Linked DNA regions of Sus scrofa: region 2 is linked to region 1. A link is a contact called in public HiChIP or PLAC-seq data. All regions are on one chromosome and are shown on one strand. The core of a region is the stretch at or near the end of the contact, and the rest is flanking DNA. Distances in the headings are between cores, read along the strand shown.

Region 1 (6,974 bases), core at 3,480-5,979:
ACAAAAGAGTTGGACTAACAGTAGTGGCAGGTTTTGCACAAAGTGAGAGACAATGGTCTTTTTTGCACAGATGAGGCACCTGCAGCCGCCCCGCCCCAGGACCAGATTTGGGCCACCCATAGGCAGTTCCTTGGCAGCCCTGGCCTGCATAGAGAATGCAGGACCTCAGCCTCCTGCCTTTCCTGACTGCCCTGGGAGAGAGGTCCAGGCAAAGAAGGGATGCGGGGTAAGGACCTTAGTGCCAGAGATTCCAGGAGGTGAGCTACATGATGGGGCAGATGAAAAGAACTAAAGCCCCCGGAAGTAATTTCCATGGGATCGCACCGGAAGTCATAAGCCATTCCAAAGAAAAGTCTCCAATTGGAACCATAGAGTTTTCCCTCTCCTTAGCCAAACCCAGGGAGTCACACCCAAGGACCTGCTCATCTCCAGTCTTAGCCGACTTTAGAAAGGATAAGAGGGAGGGGTCAGGGATTGCAGCCTCCACAGGCTCAGTGCCTGGAAATTTACAGGAAGTCTGTCCCCAGGAAGTTTAAGAAAGGGAGGACAGGGGAAGGAACTTGAATGAAAGGAGACTGGATAACAGGGGAGCTCCTGTGGGTTCTGGCAGCTTCGGTTCTTTGCGGGTTGTTGGATTACCGGCCTCAGTGCCCAGCTGGCTGTGGCCTACAGGCTGCCCCGCGTTCCACAGGCTGCCCCATGTGGTGGCTCACTTCATCACAGCCAGTGGGGAAGGGAGTCACCAGAGTGGCCAGGAGGACAGAAGTGACATAGTTGCAAAAGTGACATTCTGTCACCCTGCCTGTATTTCCTGGGTTAGAAGTGAGTCACAGGTCCCACCCACATTCAGGGAGGGGATTACAGGTGTGGACACCAGGAGGTGGGGATAAGGAGGGGAGGCATCCTAGGGTTTATCTGTCTTACATACTGGGTGCCAAAGAAAGCAATCGTTAGAAATGCTAGCATCGAGACTTGTGGTTGCCTGATGGGAGGGGGAGGGAGTGGGAGGGATCGGGAGCTTGGGCTTATCAGACACAACCTAGAATAGATTTATAAGGAGATCCTGCTGAATAGCATTGAGAACTATGTCTAGATACTCATGTTGCAACAGAAGAAAGGGTGGGGGAAAAAACTGTAACTGCAATGTATACATCTAAGGATAACCTGACCCCCTTGCTGTACAGTGGGAAAATAATAATAATAATAAAAAAAAACAAAATCGAAAAAAAAAAAAAAAAGAAATACTAGCATCAGAGACATGTCCTTTTTGGGGGGGCAGGGGCCCCTGTAGTATATGGAGTTCCTGGGCCAGAGTGTTGTGATCTGAGCTGCAGTTGTGACCTAAGCCACAGCTGCGGTAATGCTGGATCCTTTAATGCACTGTGTCAGGCCAGGGATTGAACCTGTGTGCTGGCCCTGCCGAGATGCCACCAATCGCGTTTTGCCACAGCAGGAACTCCGAAAGATATCTTGTAATGAAGGCACCATGACTCCCCTAGCCATCTCATCAAAGATACTTTTCCAAAAAATTTTCTTACGTTGAATAACTATTTTGATCATAACCTGATACAGAATATTTGTTCTGATCAAATGTGGACTAATGTTAAAATAACTAAATCCAGAAGAAGTGATTTTTAAAAATTTTAACTTTTGTACCTATTTCTGTAACAAAGAAGTATGATGTGACATCGATGAAAGAGGTTCAATCATAAAAATACTTTTTCTGGGAATAAAGTCCTAGGTGGCAAAGGAATGGAAATACAATTTAAAGATAATAAATTTCCAACACCTAAGGAAGAGAAATTATTTTCTTTTTCTTCTTCCTAAGGAAGAGGATTTGATGAATTTTTTAAATGCGTGACAATGGACATCAAATCATTATAGTGTTTCCCTTCCTTCAGATATTTTTTAAAGAGTGATGACGTCATTTTATTGTAAAATGCCAACATTTGCATTATGCTGGAAATTCTATCTTTTGCAGCAATTTAAACTTATGAAGAGAGGAATTCAACTGTTAACTTAAAAATGCACAAGGAAGAGTATCATTTTTTGAAAACTTTGAGGGTGTAGGTTAGCAAAAAGATGGGAAGACAATGGTTGCCTTACAGAATTCAGGGTTTCTGGATCTGAGATGCTAAAGAGTGAAAATGCATCACTGCCAGGGGTAGCGTATTAAGAAAAATTCCCAGGATTTAAAAATCAAATTCACATCTATTTCTGCACACTCTTCAACCTTTACACATTGCACATGTTCTTCCACAACAAAATGAACCCCTTGGTTCTGCTGGTTCCTCCCAACTTTTTTTATTTTAACCCAACTGAACATGGAATTTCCCAGGCCAGGGGCTGAATGGGAGCTGCAGCTTCTGGCCTACATATCAGCCACAGCAACTCCAGACCCAAGCCGCATCTGTGACCTGCGCTGCAGCTTGCCACAACATGGGATCCATAACCCACTGAGCGAGGCCAGGGATCAAACCCACATCCTCATAGAGACTATGTTGGGTTCCTCTGAGCCACGGAGGGAACTCGTCTCCCAACTTTTTGATCTCCTTATACTATTTGGGATTCAGGCTGAGCTGGGAGTGGGGACATCAGGTGGGCTCTGATAAATTCAACAACAGTTGAATATAAATACATATAGGTATTTATATATACACACCATACCACCACTGAATATAACATACTCCTATTTATTATAATATGAATTTGTATGAATTTATGTATTATATTTCAATTATATTATATTTATTATTAATTTATTGTAATATGAAATGTATATTTAGAAGTTATTTATATTATAATTTATTATAAATACATACTTAAATAATTATAATTTATTATAATTATACATATATACTTACTGTATGGTTATAATTTATTATAATTATATATAGATAATTATAAATATAATAATTATTCCTATTAAAGACAAGTGTTTGGCTGTCCCCTCTAAAAATGTATACTATGGTCTTGATCACCATGGACGGAATTGAGGCAAATATTCTACGGGTAGCTGGTTTCTCAGGAATTTGATGGGCTGGTGACAGATAGCTGCGTGGAGGATAATGTTAGATCAGGGCTGAACAGCCTGTCCACGCTCTGCCTATGTTTTAAATAAAGTGGACAAAGGTTTGTAAAAAGGAATCTGGAGGCTCTGGTTTCTCTTGGGCCACCACGCCTCATTCCCAGGATCTCAGCGAAAGGAGGAGACAAAGAGGCCTGAGGGACCGAGCCCGAGTCCCAGGATGCCCGCTGGCCCTCCAGCGGCGCCCTGTCTGTCACCCGAGAGCAGACACAGCTGCAGAGTCCCAGGACTTGGCCGCACCCACCGAGGGTTTGTGACCCAGCATTCGTCTAGATGGGGTTCCGATCCGCTCCTGGAAAACAGAGTCACAGCCCCGATTCGTACTCTCTACACAAAGGGCCACAGAAGGCGAGGCTTTGTTCCTGCACCACAAACTCACTGCGACCTCAGCGATGGGAAAAGCCACACAGGTCTCATCTCTTACATGCTCATCCTTTTGATATACCGATTGGCTGGTGGCCAAGTTCCTTTGCACTCATCACCTTTCAGTATGTTCATCTGCTAACAGTACTCAGGAAAGGGGGGCTTCAGACCCACATTTCTAAGAGAAAGAAGGAAAAGAAAAGGCCATCATGCTATAGCAAGCAGACCAAGGGCTGATGAAACTTCAGCATATAAACCTAAGCCAATAGACTTCCGTGCTCCAGAAAACAAACAAGATCCACAGAACCTCAGTTTACTTATCTCTGCAGGCGGAAGGATGGCACTTCCCAGCCCCTCAGGGAAGAAATTGATAAAGATGTCATATCTGGGAGATGAATGAGAAAAAAATTTGGAAGGGGCTGAGAGTTGAGATGTAGTATTAAGATATCGTGAAATGTGGAGTTCCCATTGTGGTGCAGGGGAAACAAATCCGACTAAGAACCATGAGGTTGCGGGTTCAATCCCTGGCTTCGCTCAGTGGATTAAGGATCCGGCGTTGCTGTGAGCTGTGGTGTAGATCTCAGACATGGCTCAGATCTGGTGTTGCTGTGGCTGTGGCTGTGGCCGGCAACTATAGCTCCGATCAGACTCCTAGCCTGGGAACCTCCATGTGCCGCAGGTGTGGCCCTAAAAAGACAAAAAGGCAAAAAAAAAAAAAAAAAAAAAAAAAAAAAGATATAGTGATGTGTTTCCGTTAATATCAATCTTATGGAGTTCCCGTTATGGCTCAGCATTAACAAACCCAACCAGTATCCATGAGGATCTGGGTTCAATCCCTGGCCTCGCTCAGTGGGCTAAGGATCTGGCATTGCCATGAGCTGTGGTGTAGGTCACAGACAAGCCCAGATCCTGCATTGCTTTGGCTGTGGTGTAGGCCAGCAGCTACGGCTCTGATTCAACCCCTAGCCTCAGAATCTCCATATGCCACATGTTTGGCCCTAAAAAGAAAGAAAGTAAGTAAGAAGGAAAGAAAGCGAAAACCACAAACCATGTCAAATATTCTATCTCCATATCTTAAACTGGACATACACTTCAGCCGAGTTTTTCTGCAGAACAACGTTTCATGGAGGGGGCAGGGGTGAGTGCATTTCACGAGTGGGGCAAAGGCTTAATAGTATGCTTCATAAACAAAGGTCAAAGGTCTAGGAGAGATTTTGGTGAGATCAGCCGATGTGCTTTGCTCTGCTTGAACCTGGAACTAGCTGAGGTCTCAAATTTCATAAGGGAAACTCTGCCCAGCAACAAGGTTTATTACGGGTCATTTAGAAACTGGTCTTCTAGCCCCAGGCATAGGGCTGTTGCTTGAAACTGCTCTAAAAACCACAGGGAACATTTTCCCAGTGAATCACAATCTGTCTGGGAGGCAAGAGGAATCTGTCAAATGTACCCCCATTTTTTTTCTTGGACCGTTTGGACAATTCAGAGAACAAGCCACGGTGGCCACAGTCCATGTTTTGTTTTGTTTCCAGGTCTAAGGAGGAGTTTGTGATTTAAATGTGATGGAGGCAGGGAGTGACTCTCGGCCAAGGTACCTGAACAGGGAACAGACTGCGGCTAACAGACCTGGGATGCATTTTCTGAGGGATTTTTTCCAAGATTCGTGGACCCCATGTCCAAATCCAGCTCAGATGAGAAACACCCACATTCCTTTGGCCCGCGTGGTGCCTGGATTCCTTCTACCAGCGCCAGAGGAAGAGGATCATTAGCCCAGAAGAACCTCTCAGGTTGACCCTCCAAACAGCCAGAGGTGGATTTCCCACTGTGGCGCAGCAGGTTAAGAACCTGACTGCAGCTGGGGCTGCTGCGGGAGGCACAGGTTGGATCCCTGGCCCAGGACCTTCCATATGCCGTGGTGCGACCATAAAAATTAAAACAGGAGTTCCCGTCGTGGCTCCGTGGTTAACGACCCAGGTCAGCATCCATGAGGATGGGCGCTTGATCCCTGGCCTTGCTCAGCGGGTTAAGGATCTGGCATTGCCGTGAGCTGTGGTGTAGCTCGCAGACAGGCTTGGATCCTGTGTTGCTGTGGCTGTGGTATAGGCCGGCGGCTGCAGTTCTGATTTGACCTCTAGCCTGGGAACCTCCATATGCCGTGGGTGCAGCCCTAGAAAGACCAAAAAAAAGAAAAAAAAAAAAAAAAAAGAAAGAAAAAGAAAAGGCAAAAAAATAAAAACAGTAATAAATAGATAAATGTTAAGCTTAAAAAACAAATCAAAAACAGCCAGGGGCGAGGAACTGTGAACAGACGCTTCTTTTGGAAAGCTCCCACTCTGGCGGCCACATGGTGGCCAGTGGAATTGTGTTCCTCACACCTCATCAAAGCCAGACCAAGCCCAGCCCATTCAGACCCCGTCTACTGTTCCCAGAGCTGCCTGGGCTGGTTTCCTTTGGCCCAACCCGAGAAACCTAAACAGCAGTTCTGCACGTAGAATTTCCCAGGAGGGGAAAGCTACTGTCTTCCAACTGGAGAGAAATCAGTGCACAGAAAACCCACTAGGGGAGCTGACGTTGTGGCTCAGTGGGTTAAAAACCCGACCTAGTGTCTCCGTGACGATGGCTTTGACATTGCTCAGGCTGCAGCCGCAGGAGGAAGAAGCAGAGAGGGCAGGCTGTTCCCCTCGAGGGCCTTGTGAAACACGGGCTCAGGTCACCTCCCTCAAATAGGCCCGTGAATCATGCTGGCCGCCTCCTGGGCACGGACGAGGTGGCAACAGCTGGTGTCCCCTCGGTGGGGCAACCCGGGTGGCAGAAGCCAGGCTTCTTTCTTGGGCTGGCTCGACTGGCCTCCATCAGGTGGGTTCCTGGTTTGCTCACAAGAAGATTCCTCAGACTGACAGTTAGCAATGAAAACTTGGGGTGTGGACCCCCTGACTCCATCAGGTGGCTTTCGGGGCAGTCTTTTACTGAGCATTGTAGGTAAGAACCAAGCTCTTCTGCCTTTCATAATCAGGGCTCCGGCATAGCTATGCTTGTGCTGGAACATTCTGTCCCACGCCAAAAAACTCCTTCACCTCAGCACGGTGACTTTTGCTCAACAGAGGGATTTTGCTGCCCTATTCTAGGAACACGACTTAATTCTACATGCCCCTACAGAGTCATGCTCCTTGGAAGGTTGACAGTCAGTAAGCCCTTCCCAGGCAAAAGAATGCGAGCTGCAGGTTCGCCCAAACTGCCATAGTGTTTGCAAAGCAAGACATTTCTATTTTGTAAATAAGTTCATCTGTATCATTTTAAAAATTAGATTCCACATAGAAGTTCCCATTGTGGCTCAGCAGAAACGAAGCCAACTAGTATCCATGAGAATGAGGGTTCGATCCCTAGCCTCACTCGGTGGGTTAAGGATCTGGCATTGCCATGAGCTGTGGGATAGTTCTCAGACAGAGCTCAGATCCCGTATTGCTGTGGTCGTGGTGTAGGCTGGCAGCTGCAGCTCCCATTCGACCCCTGGCCTGGGGACTTCCAT
Region 2 (7,169 bases), core at 2,472-4,971, 170 kb after region 1:
ACTGAAATCATTCAAGCATATGGGATAGAAAGCTAATCTGGTCCAGGAGTGTTTACTGATTAGTCAGTGCTGGTGGGAAAGGAATGAATGTTGGTGCATTCTGGGGTAGGCTGTGTGCTAGGCATTGTCTATATGTTACTTCACTGTAGCTCTTAGTGTGGTCCCGTAGATGAGAACCTTAAGTCACAAGAAGCTTAAATCTAAGTGGTGGAGCTGGTGTTATTTTTAGGTCTTTAAGATGAGTAATCCAGACTCTTTCACCGCTACCACGTTTAGCTTCTGTGATGACTTTTTTTAAGATTGGCTTCCTTAGGAGTTCCCTTGTGGTGCAGTGGGTTAAAGATCCAGAGTCGTGACTGTAGCGGCCTGGGTTGCTGCTCTGACGCATGTACGCGAGGTTCAGTCCTTGGCCTGGGTACTTGCACGTGGCCTCAGGCATGACATTTAAAAACATTTAATAATCAGATTAGCTTTCTTAAAAGCACCTTCTCCTGTGACTCCTGATTAGCCTGAAAGACAGACAAGAGAATACTGGCATTCCTTGGAGTAGTATTGCAGATTTGGTTCCAGACCAGTGCCATAAAGCAAATGTCACAATAAAGCAAGTCACACAAATTTTTTGGTTTCCCAGTAAACATAAAAATTTTGTTCATGTCTATTAGGTGTGTAGTAGCATAACAAACAATGTACATGTTTTAATTAAAAAATACTTTTGGGCGTTCCTGTTGTGGCTCAGCGGGTTGAGAACCTGATGGTGTCTCTGTGAGGATGCAGGTTCTATCCCTGGCCTTACTCAGGGGTTAAGGATCTGGCATTGCCATGGCTGTGGCATAGGCCTCAGCTCCAATCTGACCCCTGGCCTGGGAACTTCCAAGTGCCCAGAAAAAGAAAAAAAAAATTTCTTGCTAAAACATAACTATCATCCGACTCTTCAGCAAGTTGTAGTAGCAACATCAAAGATCAGTGACAGATCATCAAACTAATATAATATCGGAAAAGTTTGAAATATTGCAAGAATTACCAAAACATAACACACAGACAGGAATTGCTCTTGGAAAAAGGGCACCAATAGACTTGATTGATGCAGAGTTTTCACTTGTATCCGTATCAGTTTGTAAAAAAACACAGTATCAAGTGCAGTAAAGCAGGATGCAGTAAAATGAGATATGCCTGTACCAGTTATGAGGATACTGATAAAAAGCCAAAAGAAAAATTTGCTGGAAGCTGGCCTGAATATGGACTTTGTGCACGTTATGAATAGGGTCAAATGGTGCCTCAAGCCTCAATATGCATGCAGATCACCTGGGGATCTTGTTCAACTCTTTTCTATCTTTATTGATTTTCTGTCTACTTGTCGTACTAAATATGGAAGAAAGCAGCCTTGAAATATGTGACTGTTCTTGTGAGTTGGTCTGTCTGCTTGCAGTTCTGTCGGTTTTTGCTTCATTCGTTGGGAAGCAGAGTCAAGTTGAATGATGTTAGGATTGTCACGTCCTGTTGAGGAACTGGACATTTTTCATTATGAAATGACTTTCTTTATACCAGATGATATTCTTGGCTGTAAAACCTCCTCCATTTGTTATTAATAAAGCCACCTGAGTTTTCTTTGGGGCAGTGTTAGCATGGTATATCTTTTTCCATGTATCTTTATATTAAAGTGCATTTCTTGATGGTCGTATGGCCTTCGGATTCTGCTTTTATTTTTCCAGATTGGTAGTATCTGCCTTTTCATTTGGTTTATTTAGACCATTTACATTTAATGTATTTTGATATCATTAGTTTGAAGTCTGTTTATCTTGATATTTGTTTATCCTGTCCTTTATTCTTTTTTCCTGTTTTTCTGCATTCTTTTGGATTGAGAATTTTTTATGATTCCATTTTCTCTCCTTTGATGTATTATTACCTCTCTCTTTTAGTTATATAAGTAGTTGCTTTAGGGTGTATAGTTTACATCTTTAATCATCTGCCCTGAGGTGATGATTTCTTTACCTGTATTATAAGACACTTACAATAGTATACTTCTGTCTTGGCCTTTGTATTACTGTTGTCATACACTTTACTTTTATATATGTAGCTAACTCCGTATAAATTATTATTTTTGTTTTATTTACTTAGCCACATCCTCTGCATGTGGAAGTTCCTAGGCCAGGGACTGAACCGGTGCCACAGCAGCAACCGGGGAAGCCACTGCAGTGATAATGCTGGGTCCTTAACCACTGTGACACAAGGGAACTCCCTTATTTTTGTTGTAGAGGTCGTTTCTCTTTTAAGGAGATTTAAATGATAGAAAGAAAAAAAAAAACGTATATTTCCTTAGGTAATTGCCATTTCTAATGTTCTTCATTCCTTTGTGTATATCCATATTTCTACATGATATCATTTCCCTTCTGTTTAAAAGATCTCCCTTTAACATCTCTCCTTATGCAGGGCTGCTGTCGATGAGTTCTTTCCGCTTTTACATATCTGATAATGTCCTTATTTGCCTTTATTTTTGCAGTATAATTTTGCAGAGTATAGAATTCTAAATGGACAATTTTTTCCCTTCACTTCCTTAAAGATGTTGCTTGAGTGTTTTGTCACTTTGTTTTTGATGTATAATCTGCTGTTATCCTTATCTTTGTTCTAATATGATGTATTTTTTTCCCGATTGCTTTCAAGACTTTTTTTCTTTATCATTGGTTTTGAGCAATTTATGATGTGCTTTGTTATGTATTTCCTGTGCTTGGGATTAGTTTGAGCTCCTTGTTTCTTTGTATTTATATTTTTATTAGATTTGAAGTATTTTCAGTTATTATTTCTTTAATTTTTTTTTCTTCCTCTGCTCTGACATGGGGGCTCCATTTACATGTATATCACAATGCCTGAGCTGTCTCTACAGTTCATTCATGCTCTGTTCATTTAAAATATTTCTTTTCTCATTTTAGATGTTTCTATTGCTATGTCTTCAACTTCACTGATATTTTCTTCTGAATGTCTTTTAGACCATTGGTTTTATCCATTGTATTTTTCATCTCACACATTATGGATTTTGTCTCTAAAAATTTGACTTGTGATTTTCTATATATTCATGTCTCTGAAATTTTGAATCTCTGTCCTTATCTGATAATTCTAATATCCGTTTTAATTCTGGGTCTGTTTAAATTGTTTGATAGTTCCCTCATTATAGGTTGGATTTTCTTGCTTCTTTGAGTGCCTAGGATTTTTTTTTTTTAATTGGATGACAGATATTGTTATTTTTATCTTCTTGGGTTCTGGATATTTTTATATTACTATAAATATTCTTGATCTTCTTTTTGGACCAGTGCTAAATTAGTTGTAGGCATTTGATTCTTTGGTATCTTGCTTTTAAGGCTTGTTAGGTGGAGTGCAGCAGTGCTCAGTCTAGGGCTAATATTTCCCCCTAAAAGGCAAGTTTTTCCTGAGTGCTTAATGCCCTTGATTTATGAGCTTTTTCAGTCTGGTGGAAACAGGTACTATTCTTGGCCCTGTGTGAGAACCAGGCCGTGTTACCTCTAATCCTTTCTGGTATTTCCCCCCAGCCACAGATAGTTTGGTCACACACATGCATGGATCAGTACTCAGCTCAATACTCAAGGGTGACTTTTTGCAGATATCTGGAGTTTTCTCTCTTTGCAGCTTTCTTCTTTTTCCTACCAACCCTAGTAGTCCCACACACTCAGCTCTATATCCCCAACTCAAGGACTCTTCTGGACTTTTCCTGGATTCTCTCTCTCTGTGTCTTGGCCAGGAGGTCTCCTAAAGTGTAAGCTGGGATACTCATAGGCTCACTTCATTTGCTTCCTGATGTCCTATTTCCTGAAAACCCTTATTTCATATATATTATGTAAGTTTCTTTTGCTTTCCTTTCTCTCTCTTTTTTCCCCCTCAGAGGGAGGGGATGTGTTTATTTGTTTTTGGTTGTCTCAGGCAAAAGTTTAAATATGTTTTCTATTGCTTGGCCAAACCTGGGATTTTCAATAAAATTACGATTCAGTAGATTTCAACTGGCATCTAAAATCTTCATTTATAAGAAGCTTTCAGATGATATTGATGTTTCTGGCAAAAAAAAAAAAGACTGCTTTGAGTAGCCAGTATCTCTAGCTATTTAGTAGATATATAATATAAGCCACATATATAATTTAAAATTTTCTTATAATCGTATTGAAAAAATTAAAAAGAAATAGGTAAAACTAATTTTAATAACATTTTCCCTAACTCACTCTTCCCAAAATGTTGTTATTTCAACACGTAAACAGTATAAAATATTGATTCTTCTTTATTTTCCTGTACTAAGTCTTGAAATTTGGTATGTATGTTAGAGTTGTTGCATATCTAGGTTCAGACACTGTATCTTCATTTAAAATCCTTGGGTTTAAATTTCATAAAATTGGGGGTTTCTGTTGTGGCTCAGCGGTAATGAACCTGACTAGTATCCATGAGGATGCAGGTTCAATCCCTGGTCTTGCTCAGTGGGTTAAGGATCTGGCCTTGCTGTGAGCTGCAGTGTAGGTCGCAGACGCTGCTCAGATCCAGTGTTGCTGTGGTGTGGCAGGCAGCTGCAGCTCCAATTTGACCCCTGGCCTGGGAACTTCCATATGCCGTGGATGCAGCCCTAAAAAAAAAAAAAAAAAAAAAGAAAAGAAATTCTTAAAATTTATAGTTGAAAAAGTAGATTTATGTAACCAAGACTGAAACATACTTGTTTTCTAATAACTGAATCAAGTGTCAAAAATAATTTTCCTTTAGTATTTGCCCTTCAAATTGGCAGAACTGGTTCATCTTTTTAGAAGAATTGATTTGACTTTTTGAAAAAGAAGTTTATCAGTTGTAAAGCTATGTTTGTTCAAGTCATTTAAATTTCTTAACTCTTATGCCACCTCAGAATCATTAACATCAAATTCAAAAGGATAGTCTAAAAATTGAAACTCTAAATTTATCAAGCTCAATAAAGTGTTCTTCAGATTTTTATTGTGGATTGAAGGCAATTCATATAATGCTTTTGATTTCAATTAAAAATTCTGCATTTCAATCCGTTATGAAAATGTAAAGCTATTATTTTTATTTATGAAAAGTATCAATTTTGATATAAATTTCCATACTAACAATATCATACAATGGAATGAAGCACTGAGAGAAATATTATGTTACGTCTTATTATAGAAGTATAGTAAAAGCCTCAAGTTTTGACTCAACATTTCAGGAGTACTGTCTGTATATTGTTATATTTTCATATCTAGTTGAAATCCTTTGGCAGATGTAAAAGATTCAAAAATATCTATGCTGGAGTTCCCTTCGTGGCTCAGTGATTGACGAATCTGACTAGGAACCACGAGGTTGTGGGTTCGATCCCTGGCCTCGTTCAGTGGGTTAAGGATCCAGCATTGCCGTGATCTGTGATGTAGGTCACAGACGCGACTCGGATGCCAAGTTGCTGTGGCTCCGGCGTAGGCCAGCAGCTACAGCTCCAATTCGACCCCTAGCCTGGGGACCGCCATATGCCGCAGGAGCGGCCCTAGAAAAGAAAAAAAAAAATTAAAAAAAAAAAGTATGTATGCTATGAGTTCAGTTTTTTTAGTCTATGAATTGATAATCAAAAGTCTTATGAGACAAAACATACCCATAGCACTAATGGGCAATGTCTAAAGCTAAAGAAAACTATTTATAATTTTTCAAATTTTGAATTTAGTTATGTTTTTTTTTTTTTTTTTTTTTTTTTTCTGCTTTTTTTTTAGGCCTGCACTTGCTGCATATGGAAGTTCCCAGGCTAGGGTTGAATTGGAGCTACAGCTGCCAGCCCACACCACAGCTCACGGCAACCACGGATCCTTAACCCAGTGAGCAAGGCCAGGGATCGAACCCACATCCTTATGGATCCTAGTTGGGTCTGTTAACTGCTGAGCCACGAAGGGAACTCCCAAATTGAGTTATCTTTGATATTACTAGAAATTCTGTGGTTTTTTTTTTAATGGGCAATTGGTGGCAAAGTAAAAATCTTTCTTTCAACAGTATCTTTTATCTTTTCCTCATAACTTTCTAACATTTTCATAAGTAAATGATAATTTATTTTACCATCGCTCCATCTAAAAATGTTGCTTTTTTTTTTTTGCTTCTGATTTAATTCAAGAATCAAAAAAAAAAAAAAAGAATCCAAGATTTTATAGAGCTGGCCATAGTTACAAGTCCAGAATTTGCAAAAAATAATTTAAATTTTTTTCTTGGCCCAGCAGAGATTGGCACAACATTGTAAATCAGCTGAACTCTAATAAAAAATTAAACCTTTTTTTTTTCTTGGCCATTTTATTCAGATTTTGGGCGATTCCTTTGTGACTGTTGGAAGGAAATTGCGCATCAAATTCACTGTCCTTGCTGAACTTGTCTCTTAATATTTTTTGCTCTATCTGTTTTAATGCATAATCAACTTTTTAAAATTTGTTCTGCCACAGCAAATTGCAGTTGTTTTTATTTATTTTTAGTGAAAAATAGTTGAATTATAGGCTTGTGGTAGTTTGTAATGTACAGCAACGTGATTCAGCTCCTTTATATGGTTATATAGGTTCTTATGGCTTACAGGTTATTACGAGCCATTAAATATAATTCTCTGTGCCATAAATAGGCATATGTTGTTTATCTATTTTATATTAGTGTGTATCTCTTAAACCTTACTCCTAATTTATTCCTACTCCCTTCTTTCCCCTTTGGTAACCATATACTTCTTTTCTATGTCTGTGAGTCTGTTGCTGTTATGTAATAAGTTCATTTGTACTGTTTTTCAGATTCTACATATAAGTGATATATAATATTTGTCTTTGATTTACTCAGTATGATAATCTCTAGGTCCATCCATGTTACTGCAAATAGCATTATTTCATTCTTTTTGTGGCTGAGTAGTATTCCATTGTATGTATGTTCCACATCTTCTTTATTTTATTTTATTTTTTGTCTGTCTTTTGTCTTTTGAGGGCCGCACCTGCGGCATATGGAGGTTCCCAGGCTAGGGGTCTAATCGGAGCTGTAGCTGCCAGCCTACATCAGAGCCACAGCAACACCAGATCTGAGCCGCATCTGTCATCTATACCACAGCTCACGGCAACGCCAGATCCTTAACCCACTGAGCGAGGCCAGGGATCAATCCTGCAACCTCATGGTTCCTAGTCGGATTTGTTTCCGCT

What was found. HiChIP or PLAC-seq counts read pairs in DNA pulled down with a chosen protein or histone mark.
Region 2: a contact with region 1 is called in an H3K27ac HiChIP or PLAC-seq map of skeletal muscle. The contact joins two enhancer-like sites. A contact is called at or near these places in 1 of 47 Hi-C or Micro-C datasets (skeletal muscle) and 2 of 2 datasets of contacts at active chromatin or transcription factors (alveolar macrophages and skeletal muscle).

What each region holds. Positions count from the first base shown.
Region 1 is chr10:41,024,507-41,031,480 of Sscrofa11.1, forward strand. No RefSeq gene overlaps it. Among named protein-coding and RNA genes, the nearest start is that of JCAD, 120 kb to the left of the region's middle. Within about 2 kb of position 4,730, at least 12 of the 83 cell types and tissues checked have an H3K27ac peak or open chromatin away from gene starts, as enhancers often do. A contact at or near this core is called in skeletal muscle, where this site is marked.
Region 2 is chr10:41,192,835-41,200,003 of Sscrofa11.1, forward strand. The region is part of intron 1 of SVIL (supervillin); the gene reads left to right. Among named protein-coding and RNA genes, the nearest start is that of SVIL, 20 kb to the left of the region's middle. Within about 2 kb of position 3,722, at least 4 of the 83 cell types and tissues checked have an H3K27ac peak or open chromatin away from gene starts, as enhancers often do. A contact at or near this core is called in skeletal muscle, where this site is marked.